Regions from separate parts of the Gossypium hirsutum genome. Here regions 1 and 2 are each linked to region 3. A link is a contact called in public Hi-C data. All regions are on one chromosome and are shown on one strand. The core of a region is the stretch at or near the end of the contact, and the rest is flanking DNA. Distances in the headings are between cores, read along the strand shown.

What was found. Hi-C and Micro-C count contacts between places; a contact is called where the count stands out from the background.
Region 1: a contact with region 3 is called in a Hi-C map of leaf, with 2.6 times the contacts expected there. The contact joins the promoter of LOC107894021 here to the promoter of LOC107894012 in region 3. A contact is called at or near these places in 2 of 34 Hi-C or Micro-C datasets (both in leaf).
Region 2: a contact with region 3 is called in a Hi-C map of leaf, with 2.3 times the contacts expected there. The contact joins the promoter of LOC107894006 here to the promoter of LOC107894012 in region 3. A contact is called at or near these places in 4 of 34 Hi-C or Micro-C datasets (all in leaf).

Annotation. Positions count from the first base shown.
Region 1 is chrA13:14,191,433-14,194,152 of Gossypium_hirsutum_v2.1, forward strand. LOC107894021 (pyruvate kinase, cytosolic isozyme) reads left to right here and starts at 1,394. Exons shown (of 4, transcript XM_016819209.2): 1 at 1,394-1,486; 2 at 1,761-2,052. The coding sequence starts at 1,795.
Region 2 is chrA13:14,910,333-14,913,032 of Gossypium_hirsutum_v2.1, forward strand. LOC107894006 (calcium-dependent protein kinase 4) reads right to left here and starts at 1,398. Exons shown (of 9, transcript XM_016819181.2): 1 at 1,207-1,398; 2 at 191-831. The coding sequence starts at 725.
Region 3 is chrA13:14,513,572-14,516,271 of Gossypium_hirsutum_v2.1, forward strand. LOC107894012 (phototropin-2) reads left to right here and starts at 1,312. Exons shown (of 25, transcript XR_005907506.1): 1 at 1,312-1,622; 2 at 1,859-2,441.

The DNA.
Region 1 (2,720 bases), core at 144-2,643, 320 kb before region 3:
GTTTTTATAAGTTGGAATTTTTTTTAAATTTCAAAAAATATATTTAAGTGTTAATCTTATTACAATAATTTTATTAAATTTATTGGTGTAATATTTTGAAATATATTTTTTATTTGATAAAAAATAACAAAATTAATAATAATTGTAATGCATCTAAATATAATAGAAAAATTTTAATGATGTTAACAATTAAATTTATATTTTTAATCTGTAAAGCAAATGAATTAAATTTTAAAGATGCAAAAATTACATAAAATTAAAATATATTTTAGTGTAAAAAAGATGTTAAGTCATGATTTATCTCTTAGACTACATTATTTTTTATTTTGATATTTAATTTTTTTATCATATTAAATTATCATTTTCATTCGAATATACTTAAAATAGAAAAAAAATAACAATAAAAATGTGACATGTTTTACATATTTATTAAATGCCAATAATTTGAAAGTAAAACGATATGTAAGGGAAAAAAAATAAGAGAAGGGATAAATTGTTTGTTTAGCCTTAAAAAAAGTTGAAATGAGTAGAGATTATTTGAGAGCAAAACTGGGATAAATTACTAAGATTATTGTAGTTGGAAATATGGGAAAAAGTAAAAATAAAAATAAAAACAAAGAAAAAAGCTAAAAGCGAAGTAAATCTTTGGGGGAGGAATGAATAATACAAGAGTGTAGTTTGAGCCTTTGCCCACACAAGAGGGACAAAAAGGAACCAAAAGGAAAACCCATCCACCGCATGTACGCACGCCTATCTACCCATCCCTTACCTTCCAATAAAACATTTTCTTTTTTGCTTTTATTATCTAAATGTAAAAGTTTGATAATTAAGATTATTCCAAGACATCACTTCAAATTTTTAAATGATTATATGGCAACACATCATTAATTTATATTTAAATATTGAAATAAATTTAATTAAAAAATATATTGATTAAAATATCTAAATTTGCAAGTTAAAATATTCACCACTCTAATTATAATTTAGATTCTGAGTCTTGTTGTTTTAATTCAAATACTAATAATTCTACATCCAAAGATTTACAAAATCTCCAATGGGCCACCGACCACCACGTGTCCCTTACATTAATTTTTTTCCTTTTATATTGGTTTTATTAGTAAGTCGGCCTACAAACTATATCCAATTTTCAATATCCATCCTTAAAATTTTTTTTTTAACTATTAATTTTATTTCATTTAATAAAAAAATAATCTACTACATACTATGCCACATTTCACATTCTTATTGGATAATATTGTTTTTAAAACTAGGACAAAATTGATAACCTGAAAACCACTTAAAAATTGTAAGGACTAATATGTAAAATTATGGTATAATTGAAGGGTTAAATTAGAAATAAAACCTTTTACTTTTCAGTTTCTAAACTCCTCCCGCAGTCCTCTCTCATACTACAAAAAGCCACCACACCACCCACCACTCTCCTCACTGTTCTGTTCTTCAAAACTACTCTTTTTTGGCTTATAAGGTATAGTATCTCATTTCTCAATTTAACTCGACATAAAGCATTTTTATTTTTATTTTTTTGTTTGCTTGTAATTTGTTCATATGGTTTTATACATATATATGTATATATATATATCTTAAAAAACCATCTCTGTATTTACCTCATTTGATCTCTCTCACCAATCCTACCTTAACCCCATTCTGTTTATCTCAATGTTCCTTTTCTCTGGGTTTTCTTACCCAATCTTTTTCATTGATGACTTTTAATATTTTTTAATTGATAATGGGTGCAGCAGAGCAGATTTTTATTTTGAGCAAATCAAAAAGGAAATGGCGAATATAGACATTGATGGGATCTTGAAGGAGCTGCCAAATGATGGCCGTATCGCCAAAACCAAAATCGTTTGCACTCTGGGTCCGGCATCGCGATCGGTACCCATGATCGAGAAGCTGCTGAGGGCCGGCATGAACGTTGCTCGCTTCAATTTCTCCCATGGCAGCCATGAATATCACCAGGAGACCTTGAACAATCTCAGGGCTGCCATGCAAAGTACCGGCATCCTCTGCGCCGTCATGCTTGACACCAAGGTTCCCCTTTACCCCATCATTATCTCATAGTTTTATTACTTTCTTTTTTATCATTATTTGTGTATTTGAATGGGGATTAAAGGGTAGATTAGAGATAATAAAGAAATCAATTTTTGGGCCCAGAAATTCTCTACTTTTAGTAACCAAGCATTGCTTATATGGATATTTGTTTGTTAAAGTCCAAATGAAAGATAATGTGTCATTAGATACAAGGCACACTCTATTTAGGGTGAGTTCAGATCAGTTCAATAGGATTTTTTGAACTATCCATCATAATCCAATTCCTTTTATTTGGTTTTTTGTTTTTTCATACTAATTTTAGATTTTGGGTTCCTTGGACTCTTTTTTTTTTTTTGATATTATTTGTTAGTTTTTTAAAATCTTCTAAAAATTAAATTTTTCAAGTAAATAAAAAAATCAATAAATCTAATATAGTTTTTAAAATAATTTTTATATAGAATTTTTAAGTTATTTTAATTATTTTAAACCTAGAATGTTTATTTTTAGATCATAAAAAATTAAAGTTAATTATAAATTAATAAAATATAAAATTTGGTTCGGATAATTATGGTTTTTTTTTAACTTTTATTTAAAAAATAGTCTAAACACCTTGGTTCCAATCAGTTTTTGATTTTTTTTTCCTTAGCCTTAAACTCTAGTTGCTTGAA
Region 2 (2,700 bases), core at 148-2,647, 400 kb after region 3:
TCAAAATGACATTGGTTTCATTATAAACTAAAGGGCTGAAATTAACTCAATAAAGAAACAAATGTTAGCTCTTCAACTATTACAATCGTGTTCTTCCCGGTAACCATCAATTGGCTTTAAGGTAGCATGCATTGAGTTTCAATGTTAGAGGTTAACAATCAGTAAAAGTTAAGAACATTCGAGTGGTTACCGGGTTTAAAGAACACCGAGAGCCCAAAATCGATGGCCTTGAGTGAGAAATCATCATCCTTGTTAACCAACAAGAAATTCTCAGGCTTCAAATCTCTATGCATAACCCCAAGTGAATGGCAAGCCTCAACAACACCAACAATGATCTTAGTCAACTCAGCTGCCTTCCTCTCGGTGTAATGCCCCCTCTGGATAATTCTATCAAACAGTTCGCCTCCGGAGCAAAGCTCCATCACGATATGCACAAATAAAGGATCCTCGTACGCGCCTTTGATCGTCACGATATTCTTATGACCAGCCAAATGGTGCATAATTTGGATCTCCCTCCTAACATCCTCCACATCCTCCTTGCAAATCAACTTCCTTTTCGATATGGACTTACAAGCATATTCAATCCCAGTCGAAATCTCGGTACATAAGTAAGTAACCCCAAACTGTCCCTGTCCTAATTTACGGCCTAAAGTGTAAAGCTCAAGGATATTAGGGGTCTTATGACCTAAAACATAATAAGCTTGGTGATCAATGGCTCTTCTCATGGTGTTAGCTGTCTTTGTGGGGCTAATGGGTGGAGCCAAATTGGTATAATCAGAGTTGGAACAAGTTTTTTTGTAGCCCTCAAATTGATTCCCCTTGAAAGATCCACTGCATGTATTGCCCGTCAAACAATCAATGTTCTCAAATATAAAACTGAAAAGAAAAGAAAAAGTAAATATTCAATCACCCAAATTTAGAAACTTCAAAAAAAATCACAAAAATTCATGCGGATACCAGAAATCTAAACAAAACCCATAAACATACATAAACAATATCAAGCCATAGCTATCAAAGAAACTAAGCCAAGTCCAAAACCCAGCAAAAACAATAAATTTTCATATAAAAAAAAGTAGAGAAGATCAAAGTACCAGTTTCAAATGAAAATTGAAGAAAGGCAAAAAGAAAAGGGAGAGAAACAAAGAAGAAAATGGCTAAAGTGGATAAATATATTTAAATACTAAAACCATATCCATAAGAACTGACAATTAGTGGGTTTCTTATTCTGTATTTTTGCTCTTAATTTTTGAGATGTAGTTGCTTAGAAACATCGGATACTAAGTGCTTAATCAGCTAACTCTTTCTCCCTTCTTTTACTCTTTTTTTTTTTTTTGAAAAAGAACTGAACTTTTCTTTTTCTTACAAACATTCATGGTTTATTTCATAAAGCTTTGTAATAAAAAAAAACCCATTTTTGTTTTCTTTTGTTGTTTTTACTACTTCAAAGTTTTCTGGGGTTAATAGCACATTATATCCTCGAACTATGACCTCGATTTTAAATAAATCCAAATTTAATAAAGTTCTAATTTAGAGCTTAAAGTATTAGTGTTGTATCAATTTGGCTTTTCTATTAATTTAGTCATTAGTTGAGGCATTAATTTCCTATTCGGATCAATTTTAGAGGACGCCAGTTAACAGATGAGATAAAATATAAATTTTTGTTAAGGGGATGAAGTTAGAAATTTTTTGTTAAGGGATGAGATAAAATATAAATTATTCAAGACAAGGCTAGAAATTTTATACTAAAAGGGTTAAATTAAATATTAATTTCCGAGAGGGGCCAAGGCCTTTACCTGGTCCCATTAAATTTGTCCTTGATTATAAATATATGTATATCTATGGTATGAATAATTTAAATCTAACATGTTAAAAGAATAGATAGTGTCACTAAAATTTAATAGAAAGACATTTTCCTTTTCTTTTATAATGTGAGATTTAAACAAGTCATGATATTTTGAAGAATCAATTAGGACATTTTGAAGTTTAAAATTAATTTAAAATTTAAACAATAATTTGAGGGCTTTTTGTACATTAGTTCTGAATTTTGATAACTTTTCTCAAATTGGTCCATGAATTTGGATTCAATTCAAGAGTGATGATGTGATATTATGAGATTATGTCATATCATCATTTAAAATTTTAAAATATATAATCTAAAAAATAAAATATATATATTAAAATTATAAAGAAATTTTCAAATTTTCAAATTTTATAAAAATTTTCAAGTATGTGGTACAATCTCAAACTAGTACATCATCATACATTAGCAAAATCCAAATTCAAAAATTAATTTATGAAAAGCTGTCAAATTCCGAGATTAATGCGTACCAAAATATAATATCCAAGGACTAAAATAGACAAAAGTACCAAATTTAGGGACTAAATATTACTTATTCCAATTTAAAAAGCATGTGCTATAAAAATTTCAAGTGGTGGCGGTAAAGGGTAAAAAGAAACCAGCATTCAAAGGTTTGACCTTTGTCCAAGTTTGATTGAAAATCACCGCAACGCTGGAGTTCTTAGTTATATGATTGGTACGTGACATTCACGCGCGAGTAAAAGTTGACTGGGTCTACGACATGTCTTTAGGTTGTTTTGGTCAAAATCTTACAGCACAATTTATGAAAGAGAAAAACAAAATCTAATTTTGGACTCTGTCTTAAACAGTTAAACGTCTCAAGCACCTTTATTTTGAATGAA
Region 3 (2,700 bases), core at 62-2,561:
GTACCGACAACAAAACCGTCGGTCCAAGAAACAATAGCAATAACTTCAGAGGTCAATCAACAATCAGAAATTGGAATTATGAGTTTGCTTTCATTCGAGGGGTTGAGCCAAAGGAAAGGGTTGTTCTTGAGGAAGCTCAACATTGGATCCATGGCAATGACAACAATGAAAGCTACCAACGTTTAACAACAGAAAGATCCGATTTTTTTAATCTCAACTTAATCATTTGATGCCAAGTAAAAATAGATAAATGGAGGAAAAATGGAGCTTTAATCGTGAGGGAGAGGTTTGAACAATAAAAGTTAAAGAGTAATTTTTTTTACTTTTGATTTAATTATAAATAACTTGTTTTTTAGTTTTTCAAGTTGAATTTCAACAAAACCAGCTGCCTACGGTCGAGAATAATATTTATCTATCGTAGTGATTTAAGCTTTATACTACTTACATTAATTATCTTGATAACTCTAATTTTATTAAAATATTTCATCGGACTACTAAGATTCTAAATAGATGAACTTTTCTATAAGTTTTATAAATCGAGTCAATTCAAGTGAATCAAATAAACTTTTTTTAATTAGTTAACCTCCATATAACGTTTTGTGCACAATGATCATGAACTTTAATTTGCGACCCATGACATAAATACTAATATAAGAGAGTAGGTATAATTTAGGTGGCAATTTTTTCAATTAAGCTTTTTTGAAAGTATAAATAGAGAGACTAATTTTTTGCTCAAGCCTGAGTAAAAATACTACAACCCGTCATTGACCCGACCCGACTGCCCATATTAATTTTTTTAATTTTTATTTTTTACATAAAAATTTTAAAAAATATATAATACGTCAAATATGCTAAAAATATTAAAATAAATATTTACTAACAAATGAAAAATAAATTAAAAAATTTTTATACTTAAATAATATTAAATTAAGTGCAATTTAATAAAATAGTAGCAATGGTCCATTTTTTAAATGGCCTTATATTTTACCCAATTAATTTTTCAAACTTATATTTTTATCCAAACTCTTATTTTTCGATCAAACCTTTAGGACGGTCAGAATATCCTATACATGGACAACTCGAGATGATGATGATGATGACGGGGTATAAAATGTGGATACTAAAAAAAACCATACCAATGTTTCATGCTGTGGTCCTAGACCTTGATATATTCATTTGGCTGTTTCATTTGATACTTACTAAAAACAAAATACAATTTTGCTCTTATTTGGCCCCAAAGGAACATAACAAAATTTCAGATAGTGAAAGTGAAAGTGAAATTTATCTTCATCAAGTTTCAACAATATGGGGTTGTTTGCATTGCAGCCTCACAAAATCTTGATTTACTGGTTTCTTGCTGAAGTGATGATAAAAAATCTTCTTCCCTCAAGAAAACGAGACAAATTTCGGATAAAATTGATGGGAATTTGACAAATTTTGATCCATTTGTAATAAATAGCCAATATGTAAATATCTGAAGGCCAATGGAGCTTGGAAATTCGTCTATATGAAAACATTATCCTGCTATTATATGGAACAGAAACCAGAACCAGAAACTTAAGAACCGATGTTTCAGTGATGGGATTAGAGAGGTGTATCCACTGCCATTAAAGTTGCTACAGGTTTGAACTCGTTTAAAAGTAGGTAAAATTCTATGTACAGTTTCTTTTGGTAGCTGTTTAATTCTATGTACATAGGGGTGCTTTTCTAGCACTGAATTTTAGTATGGGAGACGTTTGACTGTTTAATTCTATGTACATAGGGATACTTTTCTAGCACTGAATTTTTGTATGGAAGATGTTTGATATAATGTTTATTTGGACATGGTGATCAATTTTTACTTGGTTAATATTTGCAGTCTTACCTACATTCATTTTAGAGAAGTTGGAAATGGAGAAAAGAATGGCCATGGAGCTGTCGGGGTCATCTGTATCGGGTGCTCGAAATGTTGGACAATCTAGCGAACAAGCTTTGGAAGGAGAGGCAGCCAATAATTATGAGATTGTAAGCTTTGACGATGAGTCCATCGAAAAGTTGAATGGGGCTAGCACTGCAGGGAAAGATTCGAATGGACAGTCCTCAACCGAAGCTAGCATAGTTGAAAGGACTGCAGAATGGGGTATTGCAGTAGAATCAGATGTTGGAGAAGGTAGTTTCAGAGTGATTGGTAAAGTAAAGCCAACTGGAGAAGGAAATCAGAGCAAAAACTCGTTAGGCAAATTTTCAGTGGACTCGACAAGGACATCAGGGGAGTCGGATTATGGATTGGGTCGAGGGGCCTTTCCTAGGGTGTCACAGGAGCTGAAGGATGCTTTAGAAACCCTGCAGCAAACTTTTGCTGTATCTGATGCTACCAAACCAGACTGCCCTATAGTGTATGCTAGCAGCGGATTTTTTGCCATGACTGGTTATTCATCAAAGGAGACCATTGGACGAAACTGGTAAGTTCAAGCTTTTAAATATGTAAAGGGGCAGTAGGGAGCCGTTCTAAAGGAACTGCAATCATTCTGCAGCTCAAAATTATTGCAATTTTCCATTGCTTGTCATACACGATAGTATGGAGCCTTAAACTTGTGTCTGAATTCAATCGGTATAATACGCCATTCCCATTTGAATGGACAATTCTTTCCTTCATTGTGCTATTTGTACCTTGCAAACACCCTTTCCTAGAGCAGGACCAATGAGACATTATGGTTTTCA